Linked DNA regions of Mus musculus: region 2 is linked to region 1. A link is a contact called in public HiChIP or PLAC-seq data. All regions are on one chromosome and are shown on one strand. Each heading gives the region's core, a stretch centred on a gene start, on an enhancer-like site or on the middle of the called end of the contact. The rest is flanking DNA. Distances are from core to core; before and after follow the strand shown.

Region 1 (7,413 bases), core at 3,380-5,879:
CCTGTGGATGAAAGAGCCAGGCCCCAGCTCAGAGAGCTCTCCTGGAGGCTGACAGCTGCAAAGGACAGAGTAGCCCAGTAATCTGTAGGGCTGTGGGTGGCCAGAGGGCAGTGAAGAGGAGGTCTCTGGCTTTGCACTAACTAGATGGGCAGTCAGATCAGAGGATGGGGGAGGGGGGATGGTAGATGGGGGATGGGACTAGAAGGGAGAGTCTAGTAGGATACTATGGGGAAGTCAACGGATTGTGGGGTTAGGACTTGTCTGTTGAGGCTGTGTTGATGTGGGAGGCTGGAGCAAGGTCGAAAGTTCAAGCCTAGCCTGAACCACAAAAAGCAAAAGCAAAAACTTGCTCAAGGGGCTATGGAGGTAGTTCTGCGGAGCTACGCTAGCAGTGGTGAGACCCCAATCCCACAAACAAAATCAACCACTCAAGGCAGATGGTGTTTTCCAAAGATGGCTGCATTAACTCATGACAGTCCCAGTGTGACACTGGCATACTGCCACAGACGTCCACTGACAAATAGAGTCTATTCGCTGTCCTTGAACTGTGCAAGTGAGTCTGTGTACCTGAGAAAATGATGCTTTGGCGCTGGGTCACACTTCAAAGGATTCTTGTCATTGGGGACATCAGGTGGTAGAACCTCCATTTGACTTGGAAGTAAAGGGAGACTGAGGGACAGAGGAAGGACACTGACAGAAAAGGGGGAGGAACAGATAAGATGAGAAGGGAACATTAGAGGAATATGTAGGGAAGGATACAGATATTCCAGAATGCATTTATGAACACTTTCTTCATGACTATGTTTAGAAGAAGCATTCTTCATTGAAATATATACAAAAATATATTTTTTTTAAAAATCCTAGAAGCCAGGTATGGTGGCACACATCTTTTATCCCAGCACTCAGGAGGTAGCATCATGTGGATCTCTGTGACTGCTAAGCCTGCCAGGGCTACACAGTAAGTTCCAAGCCAGGCAGGGATACATAACATAACTCTGTCTCAATTTTTAAAAGGGAAGAAAAGAAGGAAAAGCTAGTCTGGTGGCCCATACCTGTAATCCAACTCCTGGCTGGCTGAAGCAGGATTTTGAGTTCAAGACCAGCTTATGCTATATGGTAAGGAGACCCTGTCTCAAAAAGGAAGGAAGGAAGGAAGGAAGGAAGGAAGGAAGGAAGGAAGGAAGGAAGGAAGGAAGGAAGGGAGAATGAGAGAGAGAGAAAAGAAAAGAATATATTTAATATACTTACCTTAGAAGAATATGATATAGAATATTTTCTGCTCTCCCATCTCTCTGCTCCTATGACTTCACTGTTCTCTGTTCCCTGCTAACTTCCTCTGTCCTTTAGCTTTGTCTCATCTGCCACTCCTCTTGGGTCTTGAGACAGCCTGACTCACAGAGGAAGCTAACCTCTGCTAGTACTAACCCCTCCCAGCCGTCCTCCATGCAGAGGGCCCCGCTCCCTACAACAGTTCAGAACTAAGAGCAAAGTGGGACAGAGTGACAGAAATCCTGTTCCAAAGACAAAAAGAAGCCATCCTATCCAGAAAAATAAAAATATACAGATTCTCAACAGCAATAATGAACTGGGAGGCCTACTCCTTGGGAGTTAGTGCTGTGGTGACATATTCAAGGAGGTGTCTCCGAACAATGGTGACCGACTTTCCTCATGGAGAAGAATGACTTCATGTGAGCACACAGGAGGACCAGGAACCCCGACGTCAGGCTAGCAAATAGGCAGCAACTAACCAAAGGGCGCTGTCCCCCAGAAACCCAGAGATCAGTTATATTTGTGAGACCACACTGAATGTCAATGTCCCTGAACTCAGCCACCTCCTGCCTAGAGGTAACTATATAATAATAGCATTTGGAAAGGAGAGAAAAGGGAAAAAATAGTCACCAAGCTTCAAAGGTCAGAAACAAAACAGGGCAACTAGGTTGGGTGGCACTCATCTGTAGTTCCAGCTCAGGAGGCTACAAATTTGATGTCAGAGTCAGCCAGTGTTTACAGAAGGAGACCCTAACTCACTTCTCCAGAAGAAAACTGCATGGGGCTGTTTGGCATTAGAAATAGCTCAGGACTGGGCTGTCCCAAAAGTTGTTTCCTGTTTGTAGAATAAGTTCTTCTAGCTGGGCTGCCTTGTCTGGCCCCAGTGGGAGAAGAAGGGCCTAGTCTTGCAGAGACTTGAAGTGCCAGGGTAGTGATAGGGGGTACCCAGGAGGACCCTCACTGGCTTAAAGGATAAGGGGAGGAAGGGTGGAGGAAGGATTGTGGGAGGGATGACTGGGATATAAAGTGAATAAGCAAAATATATGTGTGTGTGTGTGTATACATATATAAATATATATAATAAAAATAAACAAAATTCAGTCTGATATAAAAGAAAAAGAAATAGCTCAGGAGACACGAGGGAGTAGCTAAGAGTGGAAAGGCAAAACCAGACCCAAGAGGAGTGTGACAGAAACTTTGGGTGTGGCAATGGGGTGCTTGTACCAGGCGCTTGGGTGGATCTGAGACAGAAAGGAAGCTGGTGGAAGGCTGCTGACAACAACCTGCATACAAAATGATGCAGGGTTGGTTGATCTCCCTCAGCAGCAGCAGACTGGGAGGCAAAAAGCTCTTTCAGGACATCTTTACAAACAAGAACAGGTGTTACAGAAGACTGGGGCCTCGTCTACTGGATTTGGGTTACATTTGGGAGTGTTCGGGAAACCATGCAGAAGTGTGAGAGAGAAAGGAGGAAGAGAGATGCAGGAGGCATGGGGAAGTGAGAGCAGCCCCAGATCATGTAGTCTTTGAGTGCCCGTTTGTAGTGGCTATTCCTGGTTGTCAACTTGACTATATTTGGAATGAACTACAACCAGAATTGGAAGGCTCACCAGTGACCCTTATCTGGAGGCTGGGAGATAGAAGTTTCTGATCTGGATCTTGCTATGGAGATCTTGAGGCATAGTGGCTATGGATTCAAGAAGATTAAATCTCCGAGTTCAAGGTCATCTGGGATTAAAGGTGTGGTGGAACACACCTTTAATCTGGGCTATACCTTCTGCTGGAGACTGTATAAGGACATTGGAAGAGAGAGTCTCTCACTCCTTCACCTGCTTGCTGTGTGGGACTGAGTAACTGCTAGATCCTTGGACTTCCATTCACAGCTACTACTAAACGATTGTTGGGAATTGGGCTGCAGACTATAAGTCATCAATAAATTCCTTTACTATATAGAGACTACCCATAAATTCTGTGACTCTAGAGAACCCTGACTAATACACCGTTTGATTCACAAAGGAAGATAGACACAGCGCAAGACCTGGGGCGGCCCGTGTATGAGAAGTGCTACAGAATCAGGCTGTGATAACGTGAGAAAAGAATCTTGGCATCTTTGGGTGTGAGATGCTCTGGGGAGACCACCATAGTAGGGAAACACAGGGTAAAGGTGCAGAGATGCCAAAGTCCAAGAAATTGCGGTTTGGGGTGTGGAGCAGAGGCTCAGAAGAGGCCGAGAGAAGACATGGCCAAGGCAGTCAGGGGTGGGGGTGGTGAGCCTCAAACACTCTCCTGGGGAGCAGGGGTGGGAGGAGGGTCAACCCTAGAGGTGCATAGAGGCATCTGAGCAAGGTAGGGGTATGGTCTGGGTTGTGGAGGGTCTCCTATGATATTTGATACAGCCAGAGGACATCAGCAGATGGCAAGGGACATTTCTGCTGTGACAGATGATTGTGTGCTCGGCAAGGTTTCTGGCAAAAAGAACACAGTCAAGGGGATGTGGAATGCAGCAATGGTGGCTTTGACTACACACACATGCTTGTTATTTGTTAACCAGGCTCTGCTGGAGTCAAAGGTGTGGGCAGATGGGGGCACAGTTAAGGATGCTGTGCTGGCAAGCTCGTAGGCCACTGGGGAGAAGGAAGAAAGGAAACAGCATCATTTGCCTTTGAATAGGTCCTGGGAGCCATGCCAAACCGACATCCCATGGGTGGTCCCCTTCATTAACAGTGCTGCAGTCAAATTCCAAAGTATTATCTTCACTTCCAGGGGCCAAAGTTATACTGGCCACTTATCTTCTATGCCAGGTGTCTTCATGGAAGGCATCCAAATCTTTCTCTTATTTGCTTTCCTTATTACATATGTAATTGTCAGTAATGACATGATTGGGTAATATCTCACAAATACTGGGAACTGTTTCAGGTGCTGTAGCCATATTTTATGTACAATATCTTAGTATCTACAATAAATCTATCACCTAAATACCTTATTATCTTCATTATAATGAGGAACCAAGGCACACAAAGGGGAAATAATTAAAAATACTATAATTATGTGTATACGTGTGTGGAATGGTATAATGCACATGCCAGAACAAGTGCCCTTGAAGACCAGAAGAGCCATCAAATCCCACAGAGATTAAGTTCCAGGTGACTGTGAGCCATCTGATGTGGGTGTGGGAAACTGTGTTGGCTAGTTTTATTTTGTCAGCTTGTCACAAGCTGGATTTATCTAAGAGAGGAAACCTCAACTGAGAAAATACCCCCATCAGATTGGCATGGGGCCAGCCCTTGGGGCATTTTCTTGATTGCTAAGATTTGGAAGGGCCCAGCCCACTTGAGCAATGCCATCCCTGGTCAGTTATTAAAAGTGGGGGAGGTGTATGAAAAAGCAAACTGAGCAAGTCAGAGAGAGCAAGCCAGTGAGTAGTGTTCCTCCATGGTCTCTGCTTCAGTTCCTACCCTCCAGGTTCTCGGCCTGGCTACCCTTCCTGAATGACTGTAGCTGTGAGGAGAATTAAACCCTTTCCTCTCCAACATGATTGTGGTTATGGTGTTTATTATAGCAGTAGAAAGCAACCTAACTTGAATTCAGTTTTAGCATTATGACTACCTCCTGGATAGACACTGAGCCACAGGTATGTATGTTAAGCACAAGAGCTGGCCAAGGGAAAAGTAACTTCTTAGGAGACACGATGGAGCTCTGGTCAGAGCATAGGTGTTATGACTTTGACTGTGAGCTCTGTTCTTACCCCTTGGAGGGATGGGAGACTAGGGTTATGGACCTACCTCTTGGCTTCACGAATGACTGACAGTGAGATCTCTGGACAAGTCTCTTCAGCTAGGCCAACATGATGTGCTTGGACCCAAGTGTTCCTGTGAAGGCTGAGTCCCTGCCCCTGCTTTCATTTCTCTAAGGACTTCCTTTTGCCTCCTAAACTGTGCCAAGGCCCTGTATGATGCCACCTCCCTCCACAATGCCTTCTGCTACTCCTTCCAAAGTCAATCTTCCTGAGCCATGCACTGGTCTCCTCTTTGCCCTTCAAAGAATCAGTCATGAGCTGGGAAGTTGGCCCAGAGGATAAAGATCCTGGCTAAAGAAGTCCGACTAGAGACCTAATAGGGTCACTGTATCTGACAACCTGAGTTCCATACCAGAGGTCTGCACGCTAAATCTCTAAACTGACTTCTACGGGTTATCCTCTGATTTCCACATGTACTCTGTGGTATCTGCATGCATACATATGTACACACACACACACACACACACTAATAAAAAACCAAGTTCCGAGACAGGAAGGAAATGGTCATAGATTTTTCCCAAATTAATTATTTTAAAATTTTTAATATTCATTTTTATTTTTTTTTTGAGATAGAATCCCATATAGCCCATGCTGCCTTCTTGCTATGTAGCTGGTAATGGTCTTGAACCTCCGATCCTTTGCCTCCATCTCCCTTTGCATGCACCACCACTCCCAGGTTATGCCACGCTGGGGATTGAACCCAGGGCTTCATTAGTGCTAACTAAGCAGGCACTCCGCCAACTGAGCTACAGTCTAGCCCCTTATTATTTTTATCTGGATTTTCTTTTTAATTAATGTTTTAGTGAGCACATAAAATAGTGTACCTTTAGGACATTTTCATACATAATATATTAATCTTTGTTTTTAATCCTGAAGTTAGACAGTGCTGGAGTTTGGTGGGAGTCGCCTTGGCCTCTGAGCCGAGTAGACATGGATTCTAGTGGCAGCTCTGCTACCTGCTGGCCCCACCAGGCCTCCTCGATTCTGGAGTCCTTGCTTCACAACTAGAACTTAAAGGTAGTGTGACATCTCCATGAAGGGGACATTGAATTAGACGTTGTTTAGAAAGTGCCTGGGTACAGCTGGCCCTCGGGAGATCTTGAGTCTTCTAGAGGGCCTCTGTATCACTCAGACACTTCCATCCCCACACCGAGATCTCCTGAGGATGTCTTTTGTCTTCATCGTTTACTCTGTGGAACCGTCACAGAACTGATCTCCAGTGTGGTTTTGTGAGCACATGGTAAAATCTACTCCAAGGCCATTGTCCTGATTCTGGCTGCTATACAAAAATCCCAAACTCAGTGGCTGGAAGTAACACACCCAGTAGGCTGGTTAGCGCCCTTCTGGAGCCCGGAAAGTTGAGGTCAGGGTGCCATCACGGCTGTGTTCTGGTGAGGCCTTCTTCCCCTGCTGGCAAGCTACTGTAGAACCATTGTATCCTCATGGAAGAAAGAGAGGTGAGGAGTTTCTCTAGGGCACCTTCACTGGGCACCTCTCCCATTCGTGGGGGTGCCATCCTTGTGCCCTAAAAACCACCATCACTTCCTGGTTCAAGCTTTCAACCCGTACACCCATCAATAGCCCTCATTCTACCAGTGGTTTCCACAGCAGGAGAGGCAAGGGTCGCACAGCAGGTGAGCAGAGCACTGCCTTGTGCCTGAGGTGCAGAGCCATAGAGAGCCTGGAGCTTTCATCCCTCACCACTCTGCTGCATCGGTCTACACACTGCTTGCACACAGCATTCCGGGTCTTGTCCTGGAAGTTAGAAACAGTGCAGTTCCATAGACTTGGGAGAAGTTTTAGGCTTCAAGGGAGCAGCTGGCAAACACAGAGGAAACTCTTCATAGCCTTCATAAAATTGTTTAGACAGGGCTGGAGAGATGGCTCAGTAGTTAAGTACACTGGCTGTCCTTCCAGAGAACCTGAATTCAATTCCCAGCACCTACATGGCAGCTCCCAATTATCTGTAACTCCAGTTCTAGAAGGAACTCTGGATATGCATACAGGCAAAACACCAATGCACCAATACAAATCAATGAACACAATTTTAAAGAAATATTTACACACAGGCTTATTATGGTAAATGCTCTCTGAAATAAAGCCACCAATTGGAAATGCAGGCAGAATCGCCCTGTTTCATCACTGATGCTTTGTCCAATTCACAAGCTTTTCGACTCCACTCAGAGCCTGCATGGCCTTGTGCTAGGTCCGAATCCCTGAGGACAGTTTTACAGCCATGATGGGGGTATGCATGGACAATGAATGTGACACACAATCTGAACCAAGTAGAAACGAACGGGGAATGCAAGAAACTGAGAGAGCCTGTATCCTAGCCCCGCAAGAAGGCT
Region 2 (7,413 bases), core at 1,736-4,235, 760 kb after region 1:
GGACAGTGGGGATGATGCTCACAAAATGGACCCCATCAGGACCAGGGTATGTATGGTGTGGTTTCTGCTCACTGCTCTCAGTCAGGTTCGCAGAGCAGAAAGTCTGAGGAACAGCCTCGTCAGATTTACAGTTGGAAGCAAGAAGAGTTCAGTGAAAGCAGCTTGAAGTATTGAAGAGATTAGCACCATTAAAGAGAAACCGTGTGGCTGAAATGAGAGGTGAGGGGTGTGGGGGTGGGGGTGGGGGGTGGGGGGTGGGGGAGGGAGTATAACATCAGGTGGGCTGGACTCTCCACGGGAATAAGCTCAGGGCCAGCACTTGCTCTACTTTCTGACAGTGGATACAATGTAACTGATGCATCCTGATCCTGCAGCCACGCCTTCCTGTCCAGATCAACTGTATCCCTTCAAACTGTGAGCTAAAATAAACCTGCCTCTCTTCAATCTCTCTTCTCAGATATCTCATCACAACAGCCAAAAAGTACTAGTTTATCACGTACTTGCTTTTGTCAGCAGTTAAACCCCTTCTGTCTGGACCATTTACAGTCTACGTTCTCTTACATCGCACATCATCCCTTTCAGGTCATTCCCTGTTGGTGAAATGTCTGTGAGCTGTAAAGCTCAACTTAGAAATTAAATGTAGCTGTTATGCCCTTTTGCCTGAAACAGTGCTAGAGGCAAGGCTGCTCACTAGTGGGTGACAGCCAGCGCTTTCCAGTTAAGACTTCTAGCACCTGCTGCAGGTGATGAGGGTCCAACTTTACTCTCTTTAGTAAGGAAAGCTCTTCTCCCTGGTAGCTTCAAGTTTCCCCCTTCAAGTTTATTCTAAAGTTCTGAAGTTTCTTTTCCACATCCATTTGTCTCTATCTCAGCCGGGAGTGCTCGCTCAGCCACTTCCCTACACTTCAATTCCTATGCCAGAATGTTCATTACTATGTTTGATTGTCTACATTTCTTTGACTTGCTTTTTGTTTGGTATAGGAGACATTTTTAAGATTTATTTTTTATTATATCTAAGTATACTGTAGCTGTCTTCAGACGTACCAGAAGAGGGCATCAGCTCTCATTATGGATGGTTGTAAGCCACCATGTGGTTGCTGGGATTTGAACTCAGGATCTTTGGAAGAGTAGTCAGTGCTCTTAACCGCTGAGCCATCTCACCAGGCCCATTTATTTTAATCTAGATTTTTTATTAAAGATGTATTTCTGTATATGAGTGCTCTATTTGCATGTATGCCTGCATGACAGAAGAGGGCATCAGATACCATTATAGATGGCAGTAAGCCAACATGTGATTGCTGGAATTAAACTCAGGACCTCTGGAAGAGCAGCCAATACTCTAAACTGCTGAGCCATCTCTCCAACCCAGAGACAGTCTTTTCTTTTTTTTTTTTAAGATTTATTATATGTAAGGACACTGTAGCTGTCTTCAGACACACCAGAAGAGGGTATCAGATCTCATTATGGATAGTTGTGAGTCACCATGTGGTTGCTGGGATTTGAACTCGGGACCTTTAGCAGTCAGTGCTCTTAACCGCTGAGCCACCTCACCAGCCCCCAGAGACAGTCTTAATATATTCACCAATAGTCACAAAGAACCACGCTTTTTGTTGCTGAGGAAATGTACCGGTGGTTAAAAGCAATCACTCGGCACTGCTCTTGCTGAAGACCAGAGTTCAGTGTCCAGCACCTCCAGCATGCAGCTCACACCACCTGCAACTCTGGCTCCAGGGAGCCATGGCACAGCCACTCTCTGCAGGCTCCTGCATTGGCACATACATACATATTCTCTGTAGGGACCTGTACATGTACATACACACACACACACACACACACACAGCCTCTGTAGGCACCTGTAACCATACACACAGACACAAGAGCACAAGTAATACAGATAAGTCTTTTCAGATAATGCTTTTAAGTGTCAGCTGATATTGCAAGAGTTCTGTTGAAAGTTGCTAAAGAATTCTAAACTGACAAAGCTAATTAACTGGAGGACTACGGAATAAAATGTAGCACACATAACAAGCACATACTTGATAAACATTTCCTAACCATCTGGGTCTGAATCCCGGCTCTGGCTATTTGTCTGCTGTGCAATCTTAGGAAAATTACTAAATCTCTCTGTACCAGTTTCTTTTCTATAGACAAACAACTGTGGAGTTAAAACACAGTAAAGATGGAAAGTGTTTGCTACCTGGTAGTAAATTAGGTACTCACTAAATATTAGTTATTAAGCGCTCACTAAATATTAGTTATTGCTACTACTGTTAGGGTTAACTATTCATTCCACGTTCCCAAGCTTCCACAAAGGAAAAAAAAATTCCCAGACCCCATCTTGAAAGACCCTCTCAAATCCCTCTGGGCTGTAGCTTTCTCCTCCTCAGCAGCTCTAGGTGGCTTATCCATGAGCTCTGAAGGCTGGGCATGCGTGGCTCAGCTCCTCCCAGATGCTACATCATGAGGAACTGTCTATGCCAACACACAACACTGCTTGGCTTGGAGGACTAGGCTTTGTCTATAATGGGACGACTTCATTTCCATTTGCTCTGTTATTTTGGAGGGAAGAGGATCAGGTCAAGAGGAAATGCACACAAGCCTTTTTAGTCATGGCGAGCTTTTAGTCAAAGTTAAACAATGTTTGCCAGTCAGTTTTATCTGTTCTCAAGCCACCTTCTGAACTCCATTTTCCTGTCACCCATCTTGTCTGAACTTGTTCAAAACTTGTTCAAAACTTTCTACTTGTTCACAAGTAGACAGAGAAGCCGGGTACTGGTGCTTACACCAACGGTCACCAACTGTGAGTCTCTAGCCGTGGGGTTCTTGGGGTTTTAACTACAATGGCGGGCAGACATTGGCTCTGAATGCTACCATTGCCTCTGACTGCAAGACTCTACCAGATGTAGAGTCAGGGACCGGCTGCAGAGTGAGTCACCCTCCCTCCCACACCAGGACAGCCAGCCTTGGCAATGGCAAACAGCCCAGCAATGGCAGCCTCACAAGTCTCTGACTTAATCCCAAATGTTTTTACTAAGTAAATACCATGTCCCAAGCATTGTGGCAGGGAGTTTGGGGAGGGTGGGTGAGGGAAGGTCAGCATTGCTCATGTCAGTCTGACCCCACAAAGCCTACAGAGGGAAGAAGGGCAGGCCACTGGACAGAGCAGTGCATCTGGCAGAGGAGATCTGGAAGATGTTCAAGGACTCCAGGAACTCAGAAGATGAAGCTGGGACACAAAGGGAAGACTTCCGGAGTTGGATGTTCTAAAGACACCACCTAGCATAAATCCACTTGCTAAAGTACACAACGCAATTTTTCTGTTCTTGGTTTACTTGACCACTGCATCTCCTTAAAAAACAAAGCAACAGGACCAGCCAAGCCCACAGTTTACCGAGATGGGAGAGAAGAAAGCAGAGACGCTGGGCCCCAGACCCAGCAGCACGTGCTCTACTGCTTCTTGGTCACACCACTGCCTGCTTCTTCTCCAGCCTGGGCTACTCAGTCCTTCTCTACTGAACAGCATGTTGCCAGCCTGTGTCTCACATGACTTCAGAGGCTTTGTCATCGCCCCATGTTTATAGTTCATTTCTCTCCAGGTTCAGGAATTCAGATGGCTACTTGTCGTCAACACAGGGGTTTAAAGACACTGCACATGCCTGTGGCCATCTTACCTCAGGATCTGTGCTCTTCCTCCCTGCCCACCCCGCCTTGTCGCTAAGCTTCCTGTGGCTATCATCTTTCATCTATCCAGTTACTTTAAACCAGAAATCCAAAATCACCCTTGACATCTCTTTTTTCCTTTTATCTCAAATGCAAACCACAACAAATCCTAGTGATTTTCTCTCCTAAAACCCCAACTCTGTCGCCTTCCTAGCTGGGTGTGTGGCTCAGTGGTAAAGAGCTTGCCTAGCACGTGCCTGGGCCTGGATGTCATCTGTCTTCCCTACCCTGCTATGGTCCATGCCAAACTGTCATCTCTTGTCCATGGCACTGCAAGGTCCTTCTCACTGTCTCTCCACAGTCACTCTTGCTCTTTAAAATAAGCCAGAGCTAAACTATTACATAAATCTGGTTAGAGCACACGCCTCTGTCCTGTGGATAAAATCTCGAAACTCCCCATGGGCTGGCCTGGGGCTACTCTCACCTCCCTTCTGTCCCTCAGACTCACCTTGTGCCCTTTCTACTCTGTGGCCTTTCAAGCTCAGCCTCCTCCCCTGGAAAGCTCTCTCCATTCAGCGCCCACACCTTTCACATACTGTCTTCTATTCAGAACCTGGATTACAACGTTAGCAACCAAATCCCTCCTCTGGGGACCAGGACAGGCCATCCTCCTGTCTTAGCCAAACAGCTGGAAGGGAGGGGTGTGTCTGCCCCCAGCCCTCCTTCACCACTGTGCTCAGCACTGAACACAGGAGCCAACCCTGGGCAGGCACTCAGGAATGACAGACAGGGCATCCGAGTGTGACATCCTCACAGCAGAGATTATGAGCAACAATTTCTGAGCAAAAGCAATGTGAAGAGTTTACAAAAGGCTGGGGGAGGACTGTTTTGGTTTGGTTGGTTGGTTGGTTTGGTTTTTGGTAAAAGTTGTCAGAGTGGGGGAAGCAGCCTTGGGCACATAACTAACATCTCAGCTCAGCCGCTCTCTAGACCCTATGGAGTGCATCCTCCCAGTCAGTTCCTGCCTGTACTGTGAGATGGAGAACAAAGCCACCACCACAGTGGTTTGTGGTGAGTGTAAACAGGAGGCAGATGCTGAGTCCCCGCCACAAGGATGCTGCTCACAGAAGCTCCCGGCTAAGAACAAACGGGGCTCTGCCTCGCCTTCCTCTCATCACCTTTAGATGCAGAGACAGCAATGGCTACGAAACAGCTTCAGTTTCAGTTCCTTTCTTTCTCTCTTTTGAGGCTGGATCTCACTGTATACATCAGGCTGATCTGGAACTCTCTATGTAGACCAGGCTAGCCTCAAACTCACAAGGATACACCTGCCTCTGCTTCCCACTTGCTGGGATTAATAGCATATGCGACTATGTCCAGCACAATTTGGGTTTCTTAGGCTTACTGAGAATGATAAACACAACTGAACATTTCCATTAAACTCTTCCATTTAGACAAAAGTCACCTTGCCTATTTTGGGGGGAGGGCAGGACTGAAGATTGAACCTGGGCTTCCAGCACGGTGGTAAAGCCCCACTGCTGAGCAACACACCCAGCCTCTTTTCATTCTGAGACAGGGCCTAACTCAGCTTCCTAGGCTGGCCTTGAACTCACTCTGAACCTGGGCAGTATCTGACCTTTAGTCCTCCTGCTACACACAGCCTTCTAAGTGGCTAGGACTGCAAGCCTATGCCACCATGCCCAGCTCACCACTCTCTTAATCCCCCAGGAATTATGCAGAAACCAGCTAGCTCAGGTTTCCCTTTGAGAAAACATGATCAGGATTTAGTACCGACTTCTCAGCGTGCTTGTGTGTCCTGCGAAACTCGTTCTCACTGCGGAAGGCATTCCTCCACACCACCCCGAAGAGCAGACTCAAAGGGACACTTACAACACGATTCTGACTGCTCAGCTCTTCTCGGGAGTCCAGCTTCCCGGGTGCACAGGCCCTGTACTAACCAAAACTCAGAGCACTCGGAGACCCCTCTTACCTTGTGTTCACAGGGAGCACCGTAGTAGCCATCATTCAGCCCAAAAATGATTTCATTCTGGTTGCGGGCATGGATCTAAGGAAGGAGGAAAACATACTATTAGTTGATCTTATTCCAGATGTCAGAGCATAACAGCTGAAATTTCCATGCCAACGAACAGGCCGGCTCCACCTAAACAAAAGGGGCAGCAAAGAAATCAGGTCTCAAAGGCCAGTGAGTGACAGAGAGGACAGTCCATCCAGCTTTAGTCAAAAGCCTCACAAACACCACGTGAGGCTATTGGAGCCATTAGTGATTGTCACCAACATTGTTAACTTGTGATGGAACAGTTATGCCTGAAGGACAGCAGCAAACCACTAAAAAAATTAAAAATAAAAAAACTCTACAAATGCTTTAAAATTATGACATCAGATTAGCTTCTACTTTCTGGTCTTTTTGGGATCAACTGCCCTGTGCTGACCCAACTTCACCTGCAAGACCGGAAAAATACAACTTGGAAGGATTAAAAAACAGGGACTGGAGACGGCTCTGGGCTTAAGAGCACTGGCTGCTCTTCCAGAGCACCAGGATTCCATTGGCATGACCCATGTAAGGTGACTGGCTATAGCTATCATCCCGGAGAACCCAACCTCCTTCTGCCCTCCAGGAGCACAATACACACACAGTGTACAGACACACAACAGTCAAAACACCCATACACATAAAATAAAAATAAATCTCTTTTTTAAAAAAAATAAAGAAGTAGTGAGACACAGTGGCACAGACCTGTAACCCTTACTTGGTGGGAGGGGAGAAAAGGCAGGAAGACCGTAAGTTTAGACCAGCCCATGCTTCATAGTTAAGACCCTGTCTCAAAAAACACATGGGGAGAGGAGGGAAGAAGAACTGAGATCTAAAATAATACTCAACTATGAAATGAACACCCATTTCATCAGAAAGAATTGTGGTTAAAAAAAAAAAAAGGCTCTGCTTTTGAAATGAGGAATTCAAGTGAAGAGTTACAAAAGGGTAAAAACACGGGCTTCCCGTGAGGAACGCCTCAGCAAGATCCGGAACAGCCAGTGCCACCCATCAGCAGATAGCCCCTGTGAGCACCGGCCTCTACTGCCCTCCTTCCATGAACCACACACTTCCCGTTTACCTGGTTGCTTACTGAACCAAACACAGCAACAGAAAAGATGGCTCTGTAATCACTAATGTGTAATGGCCACCATAAGTCAAGCAAGAAGTTTTCTTTTTTTCTGTTTGTTTGTTTGTTTGTTTGTTTGTTTGTTTTTCAAGACAGGGTTTCTCTGTGTAGCCCTGGCTGTCCTGGAACTCACTTTGTAGACCAGGCTGGCCTCGAACTCAGAAATCCGCCTGCCTCTGCCTCCCAAGTGCTGGGATCAAAGGCGTGCGTCACCACACCCGGCTCACAAGAAGTTTTCTGCTTCTGAGGCAAAATGTTTCAAAAATCCATTTCAAGATTAGATGGGTCTGAAACCTTAGAAATATATGTACCTGAAGAGAGAAGACTAAAATTATGCTCATCAAAATGTTAGCAACTGTAGCCGGGAAGTGATCTCACTGGCCCAAAAACAACTATTACTTTTTAAACTGAAAGAAAAATATGACTGTCACTAAAGGGGAGAGAAAGCATGGAGAGAAATACATCTACGTGAAGCAGTTTTCCAAAGTGTATGATATGCAAAGCTGGCCACTGAATTAGTTCACTGGAAAATTAGATATGAGCTAAAAAGGCAGCGGCCCAGGTCTGCGGCAAC

What was found. HiChIP or PLAC-seq counts read pairs in DNA pulled down with a chosen protein or histone mark.
Region 2: a contact with region 1 is called in an HNF4G HiChIP or PLAC-seq map of pancreatic cancer cells. The contact joins two enhancer-like sites. A contact is called at or near these places in 1 of 39 promoter capture datasets (liver) and 1 of 115 datasets of contacts at active chromatin or transcription factors (pancreatic cancer cells).

Annotation. Positions count from the first base shown.
Region 1 is chr7:98,319,877-98,327,289 of GRCm38.p6, forward strand. It overlaps a transcript of Acer3 not described here. Among named protein-coding and RNA genes, the nearest start is that of Acer3, 14 kb to the left of the region's middle. Within about 2 kb of position 4,630, at least 9 of the 459 cell types and tissues checked have an H3K27ac peak or open chromatin away from gene starts, as enhancers often do. A contact at or near this core is called in pancreatic cancer cells, where this site is marked.
Region 2 is chr7:99,082,451-99,089,863 of GRCm38.p6, forward strand. Uvrag (UV radiation resistance associated gene) reads right to left here. Exons shown (of 15, transcript NM_178635.3): 5 at 5,651-5,725. Among named protein-coding and RNA genes, the nearest start is that of Uvrag, 55 kb to the right of the region's middle. Within about 2 kb of position 2,986, at least 91 of the 459 cell types and tissues checked have an H3K27ac peak or open chromatin away from gene starts, as enhancers often do. A contact at or near this core is called in pancreatic cancer cells, where this site is marked.